4 separate regions of the Mus musculus genome follow, and all the other regions are linked to region 1. A link is a contact called in public promoter capture Hi-C data. All regions are on one chromosome and are shown on one strand. Each heading gives the region's core, a stretch centred on a gene start, on an enhancer-like site or on the middle of the called end of the contact. The rest is flanking DNA. Distances are from core to core; before and after follow the strand shown.

The links. Promoter capture Hi-C pulls out the DNA fragments that hold promoters and counts their contacts.
Region 2: a contact with region 1 is called in a promoter capture Hi-C map of erythroid cells, with 37 times the contacts expected there. The contact joins the promoter of Rpl39 here to the promoter of C1galt1c1 in region 1.
Region 3: a promoter capture Hi-C map of erythroid cells shows a contact between it and region 1, with 39 times the contacts expected there. The contact joins the promoter of Nkap here to the promoter of C1galt1c1 in region 1. A contact is called at or near these places in 2 of 39 promoter capture datasets (embryonic stem cells and erythroid cells), 2 of 115 datasets of contacts at active chromatin or transcription factors (astrocytes and microglia) and 1 of 9 other capture datasets (adipose tissue).
Region 4: a contact with region 1 is called in a promoter capture Hi-C map of erythroid cells, with 34 times the contacts expected there. The contact joins the promoter of Ndufa1 here to the promoter of C1galt1c1 in region 1. A contact is called at or near these places in 3 of 39 promoter capture datasets (erythroid cells, liver and pre-B cells).

The regions. Positions count from the first base shown.
Region 1 is chrX:38,633,320-38,637,917 of GRCm38.p6, reverse strand. C1galt1c1 (C1GALT1-specific chaperone 1) reads left to right here and starts at 2,775. Exons shown (of 2, transcript NM_021550.3): 1 at 2,775-2,940. It overlaps Gm52440 (a long non-coding RNA gene), which reads right to left and starts at 2,630. Exons shown (of 2, transcript XR_003953098.1): 1 at 2,489-2,630; 2 at 1-550. It also overlaps the pseudogene Gm18436.
Region 2 is chrX:37,082,868-37,087,465 of GRCm38.p6, reverse strand. Rpl39 (ribosomal protein L39) reads left to right here and starts at 2,244. Exons shown (of 3, transcript NM_026055.2): 1 at 2,244-2,341; 2 at 3,378-3,481. The coding sequence starts at 2,339. It overlaps Snora69 (small nucleolar RNA, H/ACA box 69), which reads left to right and starts at 4,433; the gene lies at 4,433-4,554.
Region 3 is chrX:37,124,810-37,129,407 of GRCm38.p6, reverse strand. It overlaps Nkap (NFKB activating protein), which reads right to left and starts at 2,645. Exons shown (of 9, transcript NM_025937.4): 1 at 2,033-2,645. The coding sequence starts at 2,412.
Region 4 is chrX:37,188,702-37,193,299 of GRCm38.p6, reverse strand. Ndufa1 (NADH:ubiquinone oxidoreductase subunit A1) reads left to right here and starts at 2,062. Exons shown (of 3, transcript NM_019443.2): 1 at 2,062-2,311; 2 at 3,337-3,426. The coding sequence starts at 2,210. It overlaps Rnf113a1 (ring finger protein 113A1), which reads right to left and starts at 2,078. Exons shown (of 1, transcript NM_153503.2): 1 at 833-2,078. The coding sequence starts at 1,908. The coding sequence ends at 883.

The sequences.
Region 1 (4,598 bases), core at 1,526-4,025:
ATCTGGAGCCCTCTTCTGGTGTGTCTAAATACAGCAACAATGTACTCACATATATTAAATAAATCTTTAAAAAAGAAAAAAAGGAAAAGAAAACTAATTCTCTTTTTCCAAGTTGACTTCGAACTCACGAAATCCTCCTGCCTCTGCCTCCTGACTGCTAGGATTAAAGGCATGTACCACTATTGGCAGGCTGAAAACTAATCCTTAAAAATGGGAAAAGAAAGAGAGAGAGAGAAAGAGAGAGAGAAAGCAAAAAAGAAAAACAAAATTCTTCCAGCAAAAAAGAAAAACAAAATTCTTCCGGCAAAGAAATTATCCAGGATAGTGCGTTGAAAGATTATAAAATGAGGATTTCTTCTTCAGAGGAAACTTCAATACTGCTTGAGAGTCTTGGTTTCAGGGTTGTTTTGTAAACCTTTGTGTCTGTTCATTTTCAGCACTTGCCGGTTGCATCTCACCTATACGACCTGGCTAAGGGATGAGCAGTAGACAAAGTGCTCTTGATCTGTCTTCAACTTCCCACTGGTGTGGAAATTCCACTCGTTTCAATCTACAAAGGAAACTTCAGTTGTTTCAATCTTTATAAGGCTGCACCATGTGTTGATTTTCATTGCTAACATAAGTATTTAATTATACATAATCACACAGAGAGGAAAAAAAGAATCAACACTCACTCCCTGTCAAATAGTGTGCTACCAGCAAAGAGAGAGGGCAGTGCTGGCCGTAGAAGGCTATAAAACGAGGAACTTTTCCTAGCCGTCTCTGGGAATGAGTCCAGTTTAGGAAATCTATGAGAAAGCATTGGAAATGAATAGATGAAAATTGAATTCACTGGCCGGGCTTCATTCAACACAAATGTAAATAGAGATTTGGCAAAAATAACCCAGTACCTAATTCAAATGAGAAAACTTTCACTGTAATGGAGGACAGCTGATCCTTTGAGTAAGAGGGCAAAAAAAAAAAAAAGGAAAAAAAAAGGAAAAAGGAAGAAGAGAAGAGAGGGGAGAGGCACTGATATTCACAGTGCCACTGAGAAGGGATTACTGGAGAGACTGAAACAAAGTAGTCCAACAGTGTTCCCATTCATGACTTTCACAAGTCTCTGGAGAAACAGAAGGCAGATGCTGAGGGAAAAGATGAGGAAGATGTGGGCCAAAGAGTTTGTGGAAGAATATGAGGTGGTGTTTGGTTTTTTTGTTTGTTTGTTTGTTTGTGATATGGATAAATTGGATGCCAGCCGTGAAGAGGAAAAAGGAAAGGCACTTAATGCATAGCACAAAGACAAAGCCCTCTTCAAAGGCCTGCTGCAGAAAAACCAGGCCCGTGTAGAATATGTGCAGGACACAGACAGAACCACTCCATTTGTCTTTGCCTTGTAAACAGCACTGAACACTGGGAATGTGTTTAGCTCAAACACAAACATGCCACCCCCCAAAAAAAGAAAAGCAAGGTTTGTCAGGAATATGACACCCCGATTAAGATACTACTGCCAGAATAGTAATTTCTTGCAATCTAGATGTCATTACAAGACTTCCTGAACTTTCCATTGTACTTAAGGCATTGCCAGTCACCACTCAAATGTATGAGTTTCCAGGAATTCAGGCCCAAGTCACTTCTCGGTGTTCCCCGAACCAAATCTAGTGACAGAACCTTTTGAATAGCTATAAGGCTGGCCTTTAACTGCTAGTCCTTCTACCTTGGCCTCCCTAGTGTTGGCATTACAAGTGTGACCGAATAGCACCAGCTACAAAAGAGCACTTCAAGAGACTAGGTATGCCGGCTAGTGGTGGTGCATGCCTTTAACCCCAGCACTTTGGAGGCAGAGGCAGGTGGATTTCCGAGTTTGAGGCCAGCCTGGTCTACAGAATAATAATTTCTGTTAATAATAATAATAATAATGTGAGTTCCAGGACAGCCAGGGCTATACAGAGAAATCCTGTCTCGAAAAAACAAAAAACAAAACAAACAAAAAAAATGAGACTAGGTATTTATTGGGGGGTTCTGTAGTCCTACTTTGACCTGGAGTCTACACTCAACTCTGCATTTGACTTATTGGCTAGCCCTTTGAAAGCACCCCTTATCCTGTACTGGGCTTGGTTCTCCATCTGTATTTCTAACACTCATTAACTCCTCAAATATTTGCTTATTGCATCCTGGCACTATCTGCTAGCAATACAGGGTGGAATACACAGAACCAACATTTACTGAATGCTTACTTTACACTTCACCTTTTGCTAGGGGAGTTATGTACACTAACTGATAACCTGTGAGATATTTTCCAAACACAACAAAGGAAGGAACAGAGGCAGCGTGAAAATGAAGTCACTTCTCCAGGATAGCAAAGCACTTGGCTGAAGGATCACTTCTAGGCTATGTGGCTTCGAAACCTACCACCCGTGTAACCACAGCCAATTCTTGCTCCCCAAAGCGATGACAATTTCAATGACTTGCATTTTGGTTCCAGGCCAGGAATACTGGGAGGAATTACCTTCTTGTCACCACAAGGGTACCAACACATTAGAGTAGGTTAGAGGAATGATCTAGAAATCTACATCAGGTAAGCAGCAGCTCTCTTCCGCACTCCGGCAGTTTCCACGCCCGTAGGCAGACCGAGGAAGGGAGCGTGGGCGGGCCTTAAAACACGCACGCCCCTCGGGGCATCCCATTGGGTACAGCTGAGCATGTCGGGGCGGGCCCTTTCCGAGTCTCACGGAGCCCGCCCCCCACGCCGTTCCCAGCTCTCGCCCCGCCCCACCCCGCCCCGCCCCGCCCCCACCCTCGTCAGCTTCCTCTGTTGCTCCGTCATTAATGACACCAACGAGAGGATACCGCCTGCGTCTAGAGCAGCCTGGTTCCGAGCGTAACAGAGTGGGCCTTGGACCTCTCACGTCCAAGCCTCGTGAGGCAGCGCTTTCCTGCCCTGGAGCCGTTCTAGATGCGGTGAGTGCCAAAACCTCGGCCCCCACTTCAAGCACAACCCAGAGCTACTGCTTCCCTCCCTCCCCTGGGAAGGCCAGGGCCCTAGCCTGGGCCCTAGCCCGTTCCCAGCATGCTCCACTAGGGATGCCTTGGCAGGTGCGGCGGGAGGACCCAGCGGGAGTGGGGAAAGCAGCCTTCCGAGAGCTTCTCCCTTGGCCCTTCAGTGGGACACTGATATCCATCCTGGTACCCAGTCTCCATTTTGATCTCCATCCACTTTCTCCTTCTAAAAACAGAAAAAGAAAGAAAGTTTGTCGCAAAAACATACTTTCTGCTTTCTCTTGTGTGTGCGTTTTAAGTTCCCTCCTCTGTACAAAAATATCCCATCGTGCGGATTGTTGGTGTTACTTTTTTTTTTTTAATTCCTCAGCGGAGAAAAAAAAATGTTAGGATAATTTGTACAAATAATTTTGTGTAGAATTAGTAGACGTTTTGAGTTTTAATAGTATTTTTGCCGTTAGGAGGAAAAATTCTGGAAATTTTTGACACAAAATCATATGAAGGTACTTGTCTGGATTGTTGAGTATTGGCCAGAAATAATGATCATGTGATAAGAACTGCAATTATAACAAGTAATATAAAGGTGAACTTTACAATGCTGTTTTGAGGCATAGCTTTTCTGTTCTTTCTCCTTTCCTATGGGAAGTGTTTATTGACCAAGTTCTCTGGATTACAGAGGGAAACTACCATCTTGCCTTCCCCCACCCACTTCCCCACACACTCTTAGAAACTGCACCTGTCCTTCAAACAGCTGTCTTTGTGGTAAAAGTCAAAGTTCATTTCTTTTATAAGAAAACAATAGGAGCCAGAAGTGTTGCCACACACAAGTAATACCAGCACATGGACAAATGAAACGAGAGGATCACAAGTTCAAGATCAGCTGGAGATACATAGTGAAACCCTATCTCACATCTTAGAAAAGGGGACAGGAAGGGGGGAGACAGGGTCAGTGTAGTATCCTTGTAGCATTATGGGAAAATTTGGTGCAAGCATCAATTATGTTTACTAGATCCACATGTCGCGTTTATAGGTCACTTCTACCACTGATAGCCTTTGTGACTTTAGATCAGCTATTTAACCTTTATGGTTCTCCATTTCCCCATTTAAAAGAAGTCTTTGTGTGACACTAGAGGGGGTCCCAGCGTTGAGTATTAAGGTCAGATGGGGCAGACATTTGGTAGCCTGCTCTATCACTCTCCCCTTTATTCTTCCTGAACCAGGAAATATGTTGAAGGCCAGCAGGCCCCAATGAGCTCCTGCCTCCAACCCCACAGTGCTGGGGTTAGACATGGCTTCCTGCCTTGCCCAGCTTTTTATATGGGCACTGGGTATGGAACTCAGGTCCTCAGGAAACTCAGGTCCACCGAATCATCTTTCCAGCCCCATTTTTTTTAAATTGACACATAACTGGACATATTCTTTAAATGAGAGAAATGACCTCAGGTAACAGCTTCTAAGGTCCTTTTCAACCGTAAGAGACACCGTGGAAGTAGAAGGAGTCCAGTGAAACTTTGAAGAGTTGCAGAAGAGACTGGGGAACATTCAGTCTTGACGAGCAACAATGTAAACCATAATATTGTCAGCTGTTTTGTTTACATTGGCTCTCCTTCCACTTTCTA
Region 2 (4,598 bases), core at 995-3,494, 1.5 Mb after region 1:
AAATAAATAAATAAATAAATAAATAAATAAATAAATAAATAAAAAAGAAAGAGATAGAGATGTATGTATGTATGTATGTATGTATGGTATGTATGTACACAGAGTCTCATTCTGTAGTCTTGGCTGTTTGAATAACAGGATTTCCTGCTTCAGCCTCTGGAATTTCTGAGTTCAACAGCCTTGGCTTTCCTGGAACTTACTCTGTAGACCAGGCTGGCCTTGAACTCAGAAATCTGCCTGCCTCTGCCTCCCAAATGCTGGGATTAAAGGCATGCGCCACCACTGCCCAGCTAGAAGCACATTAAAAAAAATAAAGGCTTAGAATCTAAACTGGGAATGGTGGTGTAGGGCCATCATCATAGTAATCAGGATGGCCATGGGTCTGATCCTTTACTGAGCACTGATCCTACGGCGGCACTGGGCACCACTCATACAGCACTGGCCACCACAGGAGCTCTCAGGTTGCTTGTAGCCATGAGGAACTAGCTGCTCTGCTGGGAGAAGTGAAGCTATGGAAATCAGGAGAAAGTCCAGAGCTGAGTGCAGTGTGTGTTAGGTATCTGTGAGGAAGGGAAGAAGAGGCAGGCTGCTTGGGGACTCACGTGGTCCTCAGCCTTTCACATCACAATCTCATCCCCTCCCCCGGAACGACATACACAAGGTAGTTCTGAGAATAAGTTGGCACTGATAAAAGGAATCTTTAACTTTTTATGATATCCACAGGTATTATCTTTAGTTTTCAGCTTCTTGTTGTTCTATGATGTGCTCTTTCTATAGTTTACCTTTTAGAAGTAAGGTCTCAATATATAACCTAGGCTAGCTCACAATTTATGATCTTCTGGCGTCTGCCTCATAGGGACCTCATAGGGGTACACAACTATACCTGACTTTCTGTTTTATTTACACAGCAGTTGAGCAGATGTCAAAGAGAAGTAGTTCTTACCTTCCACCTTTTTGAGACAGGGTTTGCCTTGTTTCTGTTGCTGTGTTAAATACTCCAGGCTAGCTGGCCCTCAATCTTCCAGGACTTTCTCTCCTGTCTCCACCTTCTATTGTGCGGTAGGAATCTTAGGGTTGCAGATACATAGGAGTACTTATTTATTTATTTATTTATTTAGCGACAGGGTCTATATGTAGTAATCCTGACTGGCTGGAAGCTCAGTATATAGACTAGGCTGGCCTTGAGCTCAGAGATATTGATCCTTCTGCTTCAAGTGCTAAGATTAAAAGTGTAGGCCACCACGCCCTGTATCTTCACTTTTTGGGACTTGAACTATAAGTTGGCAGGATTGCGTAACTGGTGCTTTTATCTACTAACGATTCCCCTGGCCCTGGTATATGGGATTTTTACCCCACCGGAGACAGAGTTTCTCTGTGTATCTTTGGCTGTCCTGGAACTCGTGTGAGTAAACCAGGATGGTCTCAAACTCAGAGGTCTGTCTGCCTCCCAAGTGCTGGGATTAAAGGCGTGCACCACCACTTTCCGGCGCCTTTTTTTTTTCTTAAGATTTACATATTTATTTTATTTATATGAGCACACTGTAGTTATTCACTACAGATGGTTGTGAACCACCATGTGGTTGCTGGGAACTGAACTCAGGACCTCGGGAAGAGCAGATGGTGCTCGTAACCGCTGAGCCATCTCTCTAGCTCCGCCTCCCTTTTAATCAAGTATTTTTAGGTACTATTGATAATGGGTCCGTGTGTGTTTACATGGGGACGTGTACCTGTAAATCATAAGTGTAGGTGCCCCTGGAAGTCAGAGACATGTTACCCCCTAGAGCTGGAGGGTTGTAAGCTGCCTGATATGGGTGCTGTGAATGGAACTTGGATTCTCTATAATAGTGAAGTTAGTCATTAAAAGATGTCTGCAGCCCCATCTTCCTCCCTTCCAGGGTGCATCGCCAACCCTAAGCCCCGCCCCTCTCGCAGAAGCGGGGGGAGTTGCAGCTCTGGAAGTGATGTAGGCCTTTTCCCGCCCTCCTCAGAGTTGGTCCCGCCTACTCCGTTTCCAGGTGTTTGCTAAGGGTTTACTTGGTTACTTCTCAAAGGCCACCTACCATGGCCACCAAGGCTGTGGCCCTCAGCACAATGATGATCACCTGCAGGAACAGGCATGGACGCGGAGGCCTCGGAATTACGTTCTCTATAAACCGGTTTGGGTTCCCACGGCCCCATGGGAGCGCAGGGGTGGAGCTAGGGAGGACGCTGCGAGTCATCCATCCCCCCCTAAGCTCCGCCTCTAGCGACTTCTTCTAATCGCGTTCTTCCGGTCCCGGCCTTTCTCTTCTCCATTCCTCCGCCATCGTGCGCGCTATTCTTGATTCGGCTTCTCGCCATGGTAAGACTATCGGCCGCCATCCGTCCCTCAGCGGCTTTCCTGAGGCCACAGACCGCTGTGCCTTTGTGGCAGACATGCGCAGCATTGAGGGCTGGGTGTATTTTTCAGGGTTTTAGTGTTCGTTTTTGGAGCTGGGACACCTATCGGCCTGTGGGCGCGGCATGAAATTATCAAGTCCATTTACCCTTGCAGGATGAGAACGCTCTTCCTGCAGCCTGGCAAGGGGTGCAAAGTATTCTTGTTTCATATAGCCTGGGGCTGACGGTGATCTTCATGATGGGGGGGGGGCAGAACGAGAGGCTTGGGACCACTCTTAGATTGTCCCTGATCGAAGAGCATGAATCGCCATTTGCACAGCGAGATGTCCACAGTAAGGGTTAACAGAACTTTGAGATCCCTTCAGAAGTTAGCGCGTCACTCCTTGGAGGCGTCTGCTAACAGCGCATCAGTCATTGCCTACTGGCAAGATTATGCTTATGGGCGTCTAGGTACAAAGTGGGTTTAGTATCTGAATTTGTTAAATAAAACCTCCAACTGGTCTAGGGGGACGAGTGCGCTTGGCCTTCGTTGCATTTTTTTATGTAATGGTGTTTGCCTACGGAGTGTCTAGGGCTCCGTAATCTTAGGTTAGCCAGCAATGTCACTTGGAGGTAGATAAGACTTACAGAGTACAGTACCTAGTGTCATTGACTTAAAACTGGCCAGGGTTTGCCTAACCTCAAGCCATCCTTGTTCCAGTAAGTCCGTTTCCTCTCCTACTCCAGCTATTCCGTGTTTCATCGCTGGAGCCCAGCAGACAGCCAGTTTATAGGTCAGACAGGACCTGGGCTTAGAAACTTGGTGCTGATTATGAGCCATGTTTAAGCCATTAACTCTTCCTCCAGAGAAGTGATGAGGATAAAGGACTTGGTGGTTCGAGGTCGGGGAGCTTTTCCTGGGTGTATGTTCTGCAGGCCTGATGTTAGTTTGTTGGAATTTGTGACTGAATCAAGAGACTAGGCTGTGGTGTCACTAAGCTGGTTGCATCTCCTCGTAGTCTTCTCACAAGACTTTCCGAATCAAGCGATTCCTGGCCAAGAAACAAAAGCAAAATCGCCCTATTCCTCAGTGGATCCGGATGAAAACTGGTAACAAAATCAGGTAAGCCTTCTCTTGTCCGGCTTGGAAATCGTTATGTTTTAAGTAACTTTGGGCATGGAGATACACAGTTGCAAAGTACGGTCCACCCCAGTCAATTAGTGTGCTGGGGACTCCCTTTTGAAATGTTTTTCCTTTTGTTTGGGTTGGGAGCACGGGGTTGAGAACTGGGAGGAAACACTTCTCCATTCATCAAATGGGTCTTGGGGCTCTAGCTCAGGTCATGAGGCTCCTTGGTAGTGACTAGCTTACTTAGCCCCCGAAATCCCTCCACAAACCTTTTATAAATGCTTCCTAATTTCCCTAGGAAGGCTTCAAGGGATTTGACTATTCTGGCAGGAGTGTTCTTTCCTGCAACCAGAGTTGAGCTCAGGACCAGCTGGGTCTTTGAGAGAGGTGGAAGGGATCGAACCCAGGGTCTCCCCCAGGCAAGGGAAGCGCCTTTCTGAGTTCTTTCTGTGGTGTGGGGGATGCAGGCCCACATGTGGTCAGAGGACAGTTGGTGGGAATTGGTTTTTCCCAACATGCTGGGATTAAAGATAAGCATTGCCCAGTTTTGGGATTAGTAAAAATCTGGGTGTGGCTCTGCTGGGGCAAAAAGTGAGCCTCCTTGTTCTTAATTTAGCCACTTAAGCTTGATATCAACAACCCACTCTAGCCTTACATTCGAGTTAATTACTATCTTCTGTCTTCTGGTATGGTACATGTATTTAGAGACTTTACTTGCAGTCAGGACTAGACTTTCAAACTTTGGTTCCCCCCCACCCCCATAGAGTGCTAAGGAAAGCTTTGAAGCACTAGGCAGCGGACCTTAGATGCTTTACCGGGTAGTCTTTTGCTTTTTGAAACAGTCTTGTTTAGCCCAGGCTGGCTAATCTGCTCCAACCTTCCAAGTAAGTGCTGAGGTTACAGGTGTGTGCCACCTTTATAGGTAACTTTGAAAGAAAAGCAGGTAGCAATTACAGTGCTTCATTTTGTGGGAGTACTGCCATTATCCTGCTGAAAGAAAAGCCATGTTGGTTGTTTCTGATTTTTGCTTTTGGGGTAAAAATCGTGACACCTTGACATGAACAGTTCAGAGACTGGTTAGCTTAGCTCTGCTACTTACTGTAAGTCCTTT
Region 3 (4,598 bases), core at 1,396-3,895, 1.5 Mb after region 1:
CTCTTCCGAAGGTCCTGAGTTCAAAACCCAGCAACCACATGGTGGCTCACAACCATCTGCAATGTGATCTGACGCTCTTGTCTGGTGTGTCTGAAGACAACTACAGTGTACTCATATACATAAAATAAATAAATCTTTAAAAAAAAAGTTACTACGAAAGACCTATAATTGGCTTTTCTTTTTTTTAACATTTTTGATCATGAAAAAGGGTATTGATAACTACACAGAGAGAGACTTGGAGAATTTTGTATTTGGCCAAAATGGATAATTTAGAAAAGGGGTACAACTGTTTGTGGCTTCTGGGGGAAGAATGCCTGCCCAGCCATAAAGAGCACAGAAGTCTCATGTCTATTGCTCCTGTAATATGTTAAAATTTCTTATTTTAAAACACAAAGTCTAAGGCCTAGTACCATGCCTAAGACATAATTTTAATAGACAGAATAAACTTCATATCACCTAAAAGTACAAATGCAAATCTCATCCAATCACTTAACATTCCAGTAAATCCTTTACTCCTCTGAAACTGGATCTCATAGGACAGGGTCTAGCTAGTCTTCAACTCCTAGTGGTTCTGACCCTCTCTCAAGTGTTGGGATTAGAGACATGATCCTGGCTCAGCATTTGCTTTTCAACTGACACACTCCATGGGTACCATCCCAGAGGTCTCTAACAGATCAGGACTGTTTCACTTATGGATGTTATTACACCCTTAAAAGCCTTGTTACTGATTTCCCTGTCCCTTGTGGGCCGCTGCTCCAACTCGGGGCCTCGGGTTTGCTAGGCAAGCATTCTTCCCCTGAGCTCAGCTCCAGCTTCTGCGGATTTTTAATGATGAAGAAGCGAAGCTAGGAAAGGTCTCACTTGCCCAAGACCATCCTGCTTCACCACAAACAAAACCTTCACACTCAGGCAGGGCAATGCGGAAACTTGCCCTTTTTTTTTCTTATACTGTATTTCTTCCCCTGCTGGGGGAGGAAAAAAAAACATGAAGCATCTCTCAACTGTTGGAAAGTTAACTTGCCCCTCGATGCCTGTAATACTTGAAATTTTACCATTTTGAAACACATGGTACAGGGCCTAAGACCTAATTTTTAACAAGCATAATAAACTTCATACATATCAGATACTATGACTAATGCAGCAACATGAGCCTCTCTCAGGATATCACTCTACCTCAGGCCTACCTTGAATTAACTCTGTAGTACAGGCTGGCCTCGAATTACTTGTGACAGTCCTACCTCGGCTTCCTGAACGCTAGGATTACAGGAGTGAGACATCATGCATGCCCAGCTTTTGAATTTAAATATGTCTTGAGGCATGGCCTCATGTAGACCAAGGCGGCCGTAAATTTGCTACGTCGATGAGAATGAGTGTTCTGACTTGCCTCAAGAGTCTCACAGTTGTTGCTACTAAAGATTTGTGAGTCTTTTTAAACTAAGAATTCCATTAGAGGAAATCCAATCTCATTCCCACATTGGTTTGCATGGTCAACACGGCTGAGACCACTTGCCAAGACTTTTCCCAACATAGCCTCATCTAATTATTCTTTTCCCTCAAAACCAATACATATACTTAATTACAATACTTCCCAGTTCACTGCAAAACGTTTCCACTGAAATATCCTCTTGTCTCAATTTTTTCTGTTTGTTCATGCAACAAGAAACAGCTGCCATGCCTACCAAGAGGCAGGCACTACTAATTCTGTGATCAATAAAAGTCACAAACCTCTATTTCCGTTTAGTGAGGAATAAAGACAGGTGCACGGATAATGACACCAAGGCATACAATAGCCTCTTACTTTCCCAGTAGGGGTAAGTAGGTAGTGGGAAACCAGGGCCTCTTATGAAGGAGTCTAGGGATGAATGAAAATGTAAGTTAGAAAGGATAAATAAAAAAGGTCACGGGGTGAACTGAAGAAAGAGATGAAAAAGGTGCGAGGCGGATGGGAAGCGAAATAAAACAGAAACAATGAACAAGCTGGACTCAAAGGCAGGCAGAATGACCCAAGAGAGGGTGCGGCGATTTCACTCACTTCTGCCGGAGACTCTCCTCCCTTTCCTTGTCCAGCAGGCTAGGCCATGGCTTGTCGCCCCCGTAGGGACGCGAGTAGCCGCCGTAATAGGCGGACGAGGATGCAGAAGCAAACGGGGCGCTCCGCTGTGCCGAGGGCCGTTCGCGAGAGCGCGATCGAGAGCGGGAGCGGTAAGATTGGTTTCGGGAGCTTTGGCTGAAGCCACTCAGCGAATGACTGAGGCCATTCCGGTCGCCGAACCGAGAACAAGAGCGCGAGCGAGACCGGCGACACCGCGGGGAGCGGGAAGATTTGATGGATTTGGGGCTCCGCGATGGACTGCGACGCTTCGCCCCGGAGGCCTCCCGTTCAGGGCTACGCGAGCCCGATACAGGAGCCATGGTGGGGGAAGCTGAAGCTACCAAGGGGCGGGACAAGGAGGCGCTCTCGCGACCCCCAAAGGTCCCGGACACCTAGGGTCCTAGAGCTTGCAGCCGACCAAATCCGAAAAAAAGCAAGCAAACAAACAAACAAACAAAAAAACCAACTTGGAAACAGTTCCGTGTACAGCGGTAAACCCCTTCCCCCGGACCCAGAGTCCTTGCCGCCAACAGGAAGGGATTTGTGTACCTCTATATAGAAGCCGGCCAGGAAACTGAGGCTACGCTCTCATCCAGTTCCTAGTGAGGTTTCTGAAACCTAAACCGCACTGGATGCCTGAAAGAACATTGCGATGAATGAGACAAGTATTTCATTGAGTAGCCATATAAGCAACACCGCCAATTCTCCCTTTATTTAGTGTGGGACGATCTTTGCCTGTATAGTGTGCGCGTATGAATCTGTGTATGTATTATAACCCCCACTCCCACTCTTTTTTTTTTAATCCCAAGCAAACAAAAGATCATGATTAGGGTTAAGCTTTAATCTAAGATCATTGTTGTCCAGTTCACTTAGAAAGCATACATTCTGATAACTTCAGTCTGTTATACTCCGATTAATTTAGCGACCCAGAGGAAAATCTTAGTACGTAGGTTCAAGCCACCCATCTCTACAAATGTCCCACAAAACGAAGTTATCAAGCCCCTTCAACTAGTCCATCATACACTAGCCCAGCAAAATATAAGGTAGACGATTAATAGTTGTATGTATTAAGTATTTTTAGGCAAAAGAGCATTCAAATATTAATTTTGTTTTTAATTTTTTTGAAATTGAAATGTAATTGTGTCATTTTCCCCTTTCTACCTCCAACCATTCCTGCGTGCCTCCTCTTGCTCTTTTAAACTCATTGCCTCTTTTTCTTTATTTGTCATTACATGTACCTGTAACTATAGCTGTTGTAATGTTTTCACCAGAGAAGACTACTTAGATATGGGTTTTAGCCAATAGAAAGTCACACACGCCGGGGCGGTGGTGGCCCATGCCTTTAATCCCAGCACTTGGGAGGCAGAGGCAGGAGGATTTCTGAGTTCAAGGCCAGCCTGGTCCACAGAGTGAGTTCCAGGACAACCAGGGCTACACAGAGAAACCCTGTCTCGAAAAAAAAAGTTGCGCGCGCACACACACACACACACACACACACACACACACACACACACACGTCCTGTGTTGATATACTTCAGTTAACAAGAACATGTCCAAAAGTGAAACTACAGAAGCCAACAGGGAAGGTCAGTACCTTTAGGAATATTCCCAGAACTATGTACTTTGATCTTTTGTCTTTTGTTTTGGCAGGTGATACTGTCTACATGCTGAATGTTGCAGCCTGAATGGTACTTCCATCATGGAGTCAGTTGTGCTAAGGTCTGGGGACCTACTAAGGTCTAGAGCCCTGTTACAATAACCTGCTCAGAGCATATATTAACCGTATGTTTATGATTTCAGGACCGACCATTTGGTATTGGATAATCAGCTGAGGGAAGACTATTTCTCCTGGCTCTCAGCATTACCTAGTTGCCTGTAGTTCTTTGTCTAGGGTTAGAGCCTCGTGAGATTTTCCCATAATCTATCTTCTGGTGTCATCCTTGTCAGGTCTTGCTTAAGTAGCCATGTTGCTGAGACTTCATAGTTTCTCTGACATTTCTAGGGGATGCAGTCTGAGAGCAAACTTCTTGGTCTCTTACACTCTTTCTGCCCACTCCCTTCCTCCATGATCCCTGAGCCATAGATGCAAGGGTTAGGTTGCATATGGATCAGTCTGGGCTGGGCACCACAGGATTACTTGTTCTCTGTGATGGGTGCAGTACATATTTCATTGAGTAGTCACATGAATAGCTCCACCAAATTTGATTTTTCTGTGTGGTGCTCTCTGTCTTTTGTAAAGATAAGTTTCTTTAATGAGGGGTGATTGTTACACTTGTATATATGGGTGTAAGGATAAATATTTATAATACAGTTAAAACTGTGCTGGTTTAGTAAAGTGGTGGTTGTAGATTCTGTGCAAAGATAAATTCATCAGTAGCCCTGGGTAGTTGGCTGGGTTTCTGGTACGAGGTATCATTTCCTTCTTGTTGAGCAGGCCTTATTTTATTTGAGGATGAATGAAAATGTAAGGAAGAAAAGGATGAATAAAAAGATTATGGGGTGGAAT
Region 4 (4,598 bases), core at 813-3,312, 1.4 Mb after region 1:
TACCATTAAAATATTGACTGGTCTTCTGGCCTGTCCTCCCTGCCTCTCAGGAATGTTAACCAAATGTATTTGTCATTTTCATCCCCCCGTTACCTAGAGATTCCTTCAGTGTGGGATTTGGTCTAAATTCCCCATCTTAAAACGTTTGCCTCTTATCAGTTTCTTATCATATACCAAGCACTAAGCTAGATCCCAAACAATTGTGAATACAGGTACACTAATTTTAACAAGGTGTGATTAGTCCCATTGGAGTCTATGAGGACAGGGATAGTTTCAGATTATAGATTATAAAGCATTAGGCTTTTCGCTATCTCCAAGTTCAGTACAACATCCAATTCAGTGGCCATCTGCACATTTCAGGTACCTGACAGCCACATGAGAATAGAATCTAGCATACTGGACAGCTCGACAGAGAGCATTTCCATCGTCAGTGGAAACGGGGGTTACCTATAGGTGCTTCAAAGAGAGCATGGACAATTTCCCAAAGACTGCAAGAAACACCCTCAAAGAGATCGAGGACCAACTCAAGCCCTCCAAATGTGCATTTGAAAACAGCACTTGTACCAACAGATAAAGCATCAGAGTAATTTCTAAACTATTCAAATGTGATATAATAGAATCAGTTCTTGATGTCATCCCGACTTGGGTTCCCTTACGTAAATCCTAGCATTGTTCATGAACTTCTCCCATCCACATGACCTATGCTATAGTCATGGAAGTTATTTCAGGTCTAGAATTCCAGATAATACCTATCTTGAAGCTTTTCCTCTGGAGCCCTACTCCATCGCCTACCTTCTCTGCCACTTCCCTTTAGAAAGAAAGAAAGAAAAGATTTTAAGAAACAACAAAACATTTATTTTGAGACTGAGAATTATGGAAAGTCTAAATAATGGAAACTGGACTCTCCTCTATGTCTTCTAGAGAATCAGAAACACCACCCTCTGCTTCAGCTCGATGCTTTCCCAGTTTAGCAATCAGTTCTTTGGCTGGATTAAAGACGCCATTGGTCTGCTGGTCACAGACATAGCAGCGTGAGGTGGTACGGAAATGCTGCAATGCACAGCGCTCGCAGAAATAATGCCTACACTTGGTGACAACTGGATTTTGGAAGGTCTGGCGACAGATGAAACACTTGAATGGTATTTCCTCATCATCGCTTCCCACTTCGTAGTTTTCGTCCTCATAGACACCATAGCGACCCTCATCAAGCTCACGTTCGATCTGCCACCCGTGCTTGTAATCTGAACGATCATGGAGGAATTTGCAGCTGTCCCCGAAGCCGCAGAAACCAGTCTCCTTGTAGTCCTTACAGATATCGGGCTGGTAATCCCAGCGCACGGTGGCACGTAGATGCTCAGGAGCTCGGATAGGGCCTTTCCTCACCATCCCGGAGGAAGCATTGCCCATGGATGTATCCTTGGGCTTCACGTACTTCTGATAATTATTGATTCCCCGATAGATCTTGTCATCTTCCTTGCCCCTCAGCTCCTCCTGGATCTTCTGGCTCCGCTCAAAGATGGACTGTGCATCTCGATCCTTCTCAGTGTCCAGTTCGTAGACGGCGGTCGCCCCCATATCCTCGGGCCCCACGGGTTTTGCCGAACGGGTAGACTTGTAGACGACGCCGAGACCCTCCGGTTCATTCTCGTCCTCGCTACTCAAGCCGCCATAGGTTGCCTTCTGTTTAGCGCTGCCACGCGTCTTCTGGATCATCGGATTGTGGGTCGCTTGCTTCTTCTCCGGGCGGACCACAGAGCTGCCTTCATCACTGCTGCTGCAGCTGTCCCCGGAGCCTGCATCACAGAGCCGGCGCTTTCGGCGGCCCGCCGCTCCTTTCCGCCCAGGCTTTTTGAAGAGGAACGTGCACACCTGACGGGTAGAATTCCCGGGAGAAAGTTGCTCCGCCATTTAGAGATCCCCAAGTTCTGAAACTGCCGCGACGTCCGGGACCGCTTCGCGTCGTCACACTCCGTGGTGGTCTCTGATGCAGCGGATCAGATAGGAGGAGTAGGACGACAGAAAGAATCCTGTCCGGGAACGCTTGCTGGACCGCGAACGCCAGTCACTTTTGGGCCCCCACAGCCACCGTCGCTTCCTCCTCCGGAGCCGTACGGGGCACCGCCCCTCCCGCGTGCTGCCGGAAGAGAGGTAAAGCCGGGTCACCTCTGAGGAGCCGGTGACGGGTTGGCGTGCGAGTAACGGTGCGGAGATGTGGTTCGAGATTCTCCCTGGCCTCGCCATTATGGGGGTGTGCTTGGTCATCCCCGGGGTGTCCACTGCGTACATCCACAAATTCACCAACGGGGGCAAGGTAAGGCGGCCGACTCGGCCGCGGGTGGGGGACGGTGGGGGACGGGGGCCATTTATGGTGGGGGACGGTGGCCGTTTGGATGCGCCTTCGCTCTGTGAAGAAGAAGCCATCTAAGGGGGATCCTCCTCTTAATGTTGCCTGAACGCGGAGACTTGGGATTCCACCTTTTAACTTTAGTAAAACATAGCCAGTTTGAGGGCTGAGGAGGAGTGGCCCAAAAGGCAAAATCTATTCGGCAGTTAGCAAGGTAGATGACAAGAGTTGGGCCCTGGTTCCTAGGCAGAGGGAGAAAGGTGTTAGTCATGTCCCCGCTCCTTCCCATCGTTCATCTCCTTGCGGACACTGTTTAATTGATTTTGGTGGATGTATTTGTGCCTTTGAGTGCAGGAGCCCGCGGAGATCAAGAGAGGTCCCCGGGTCTCTTGGAACTAGTAGTTAAAGGAGGCTAGGAGGCAGCAGAAGTGGGTGCCACGAATCCAGTCCACTGCAGGAGCAAAGAGCAGTCAAGTCCAGGAAAGCTGGTACTACTACAGTGAAGCCCCGTCTCAAAAAAAAAAAAAAAAAAAAAGAAGTAGTTGAGAGGGGGAGGAGGATAAAGGAAAAAAATCAGTGGTGTTGGTCCCCTCCCCCAACTCAAAAAGGGAGAAGGCTGAGAAGTCAGTTGCCATCATGGTCTGGTTTCATTTAGGAGATTTTGGCTTTGTATTAGTCATTTAGCTTTTGTTTTAACTTTGTCAAGATTTACTATCTATGTATGTGTCTGCTGCTGTCTGTGTGCACCCATGAAGAGTAGAAGAGGGTATTGAATCTCTCCTGGACTTGCAGTTATGACCCCTCCCCCCCCCAAATAAAATCCAACCAACTTGGTGCTGGGAAGCCAGTTGAGCACCCAAGAATAGCAGGCAGGTACCCTTCCCCTCTGAGCTATCTCTTCAGCCTCTAGTATGTCATTTAAGAAAAATTGTGGGGTATATCTTTTTACTGGGTCACTTATATTTATAAACTGCCTTGTCCTTTATTTAAAGGAAAAACGAGTTGCTCGTGTTCAGTACCAGTGGTATCTGATGGAACGCGATAGACGTATCTCTGGAGTCAATCGCTACTATGTGTCCAAGGTAAGATGACTAAAAGAATTGTGGTGGCTTCTGGTAATGCCTTGCCTAAGGTCATACAGGGCTCATTTACTTTGCATGGTTTTTACTAGTGTGGTATACAAACTTTATATATATATATATATATATATATATATACACATACATACATATATAGATAGATGCTCAGTGTATGTGGTGTGCATGCATACATGTGTGTGTGCACTTGTTCATGCATGTGCATATGGAGGGCACACCCATTTATTTACTTGGTTGGTTGATTTGTAATTGAGACAGGGTCTTAATATTTAGCCTTTGCTTGCCTGGAATCCGCTATGTAGACTAAGCTGGCCTTGAAGTCATAAATTGGCCTACCTCTGGCTCCTGAGTGCTGGAATGAAATGTGTGCACTAGCAGGCCTAGGAACTTATTTATTTTTAAATTTGTCTTTAGTTCTATGCAGGCTCCATGGTACAAATGTGGAGGTCAGAAGACAGCTTGTGGGAGTGCCTTATTTAGAGAAGTGATAGAGCTGCCTTGGCAGCGTGTGCTTGTAATGCTAACCCCTGGAAGGCTAAGGCAGGGGGAATCTGTGAGTTTGAGGCTAACTTGGGCCACGTAGTAAGATACTGTCTCATCAAACAAAGCATAAAAAAGAATTAATGTAGTTTGATATGTTTGTGTGTGGTTTGAGTTGGTGAGTGCAGGCTATGCGTGGAGGTCAGAGGACAGAGGACAATCTGAAGGCAGTCACTTCTGGATCTGGGAACCCTTGTAGGATCTGGGAATCAAACTCAGGTTGACAAGTCTGCATGCAAAGCCATTTCTCTGCCTCTCACCCTCATAATTCTTTAAGTTTCATAAATCACTTAATAGCTGCTCCTACCTCATGGATACCCCACAGTGAACCTAGGTAAATTTTGTGCTCGTTTTCTAGATAGGAAAACATGGATAGAGCATGGGGCTCAGTTCGGTGCTGTGTGAGAATCCATCTCATGTACATGAGGGGAGATTAAGTAGCTGCCTTGTAAAAAGCCTGTGCCTCGCTGTTCCATGCTTTCATTTACCCTATGGTATTTTCATACCTGGAAGGAATGCCATTACTTATCTCTAGTAGAGTCTTAAGCTTTTGGTTGTGAGTGAGGTTTTTTGGAGAGGGGACTATTGCTTTTGTTTGAAGGCAGGCACTTGTTACA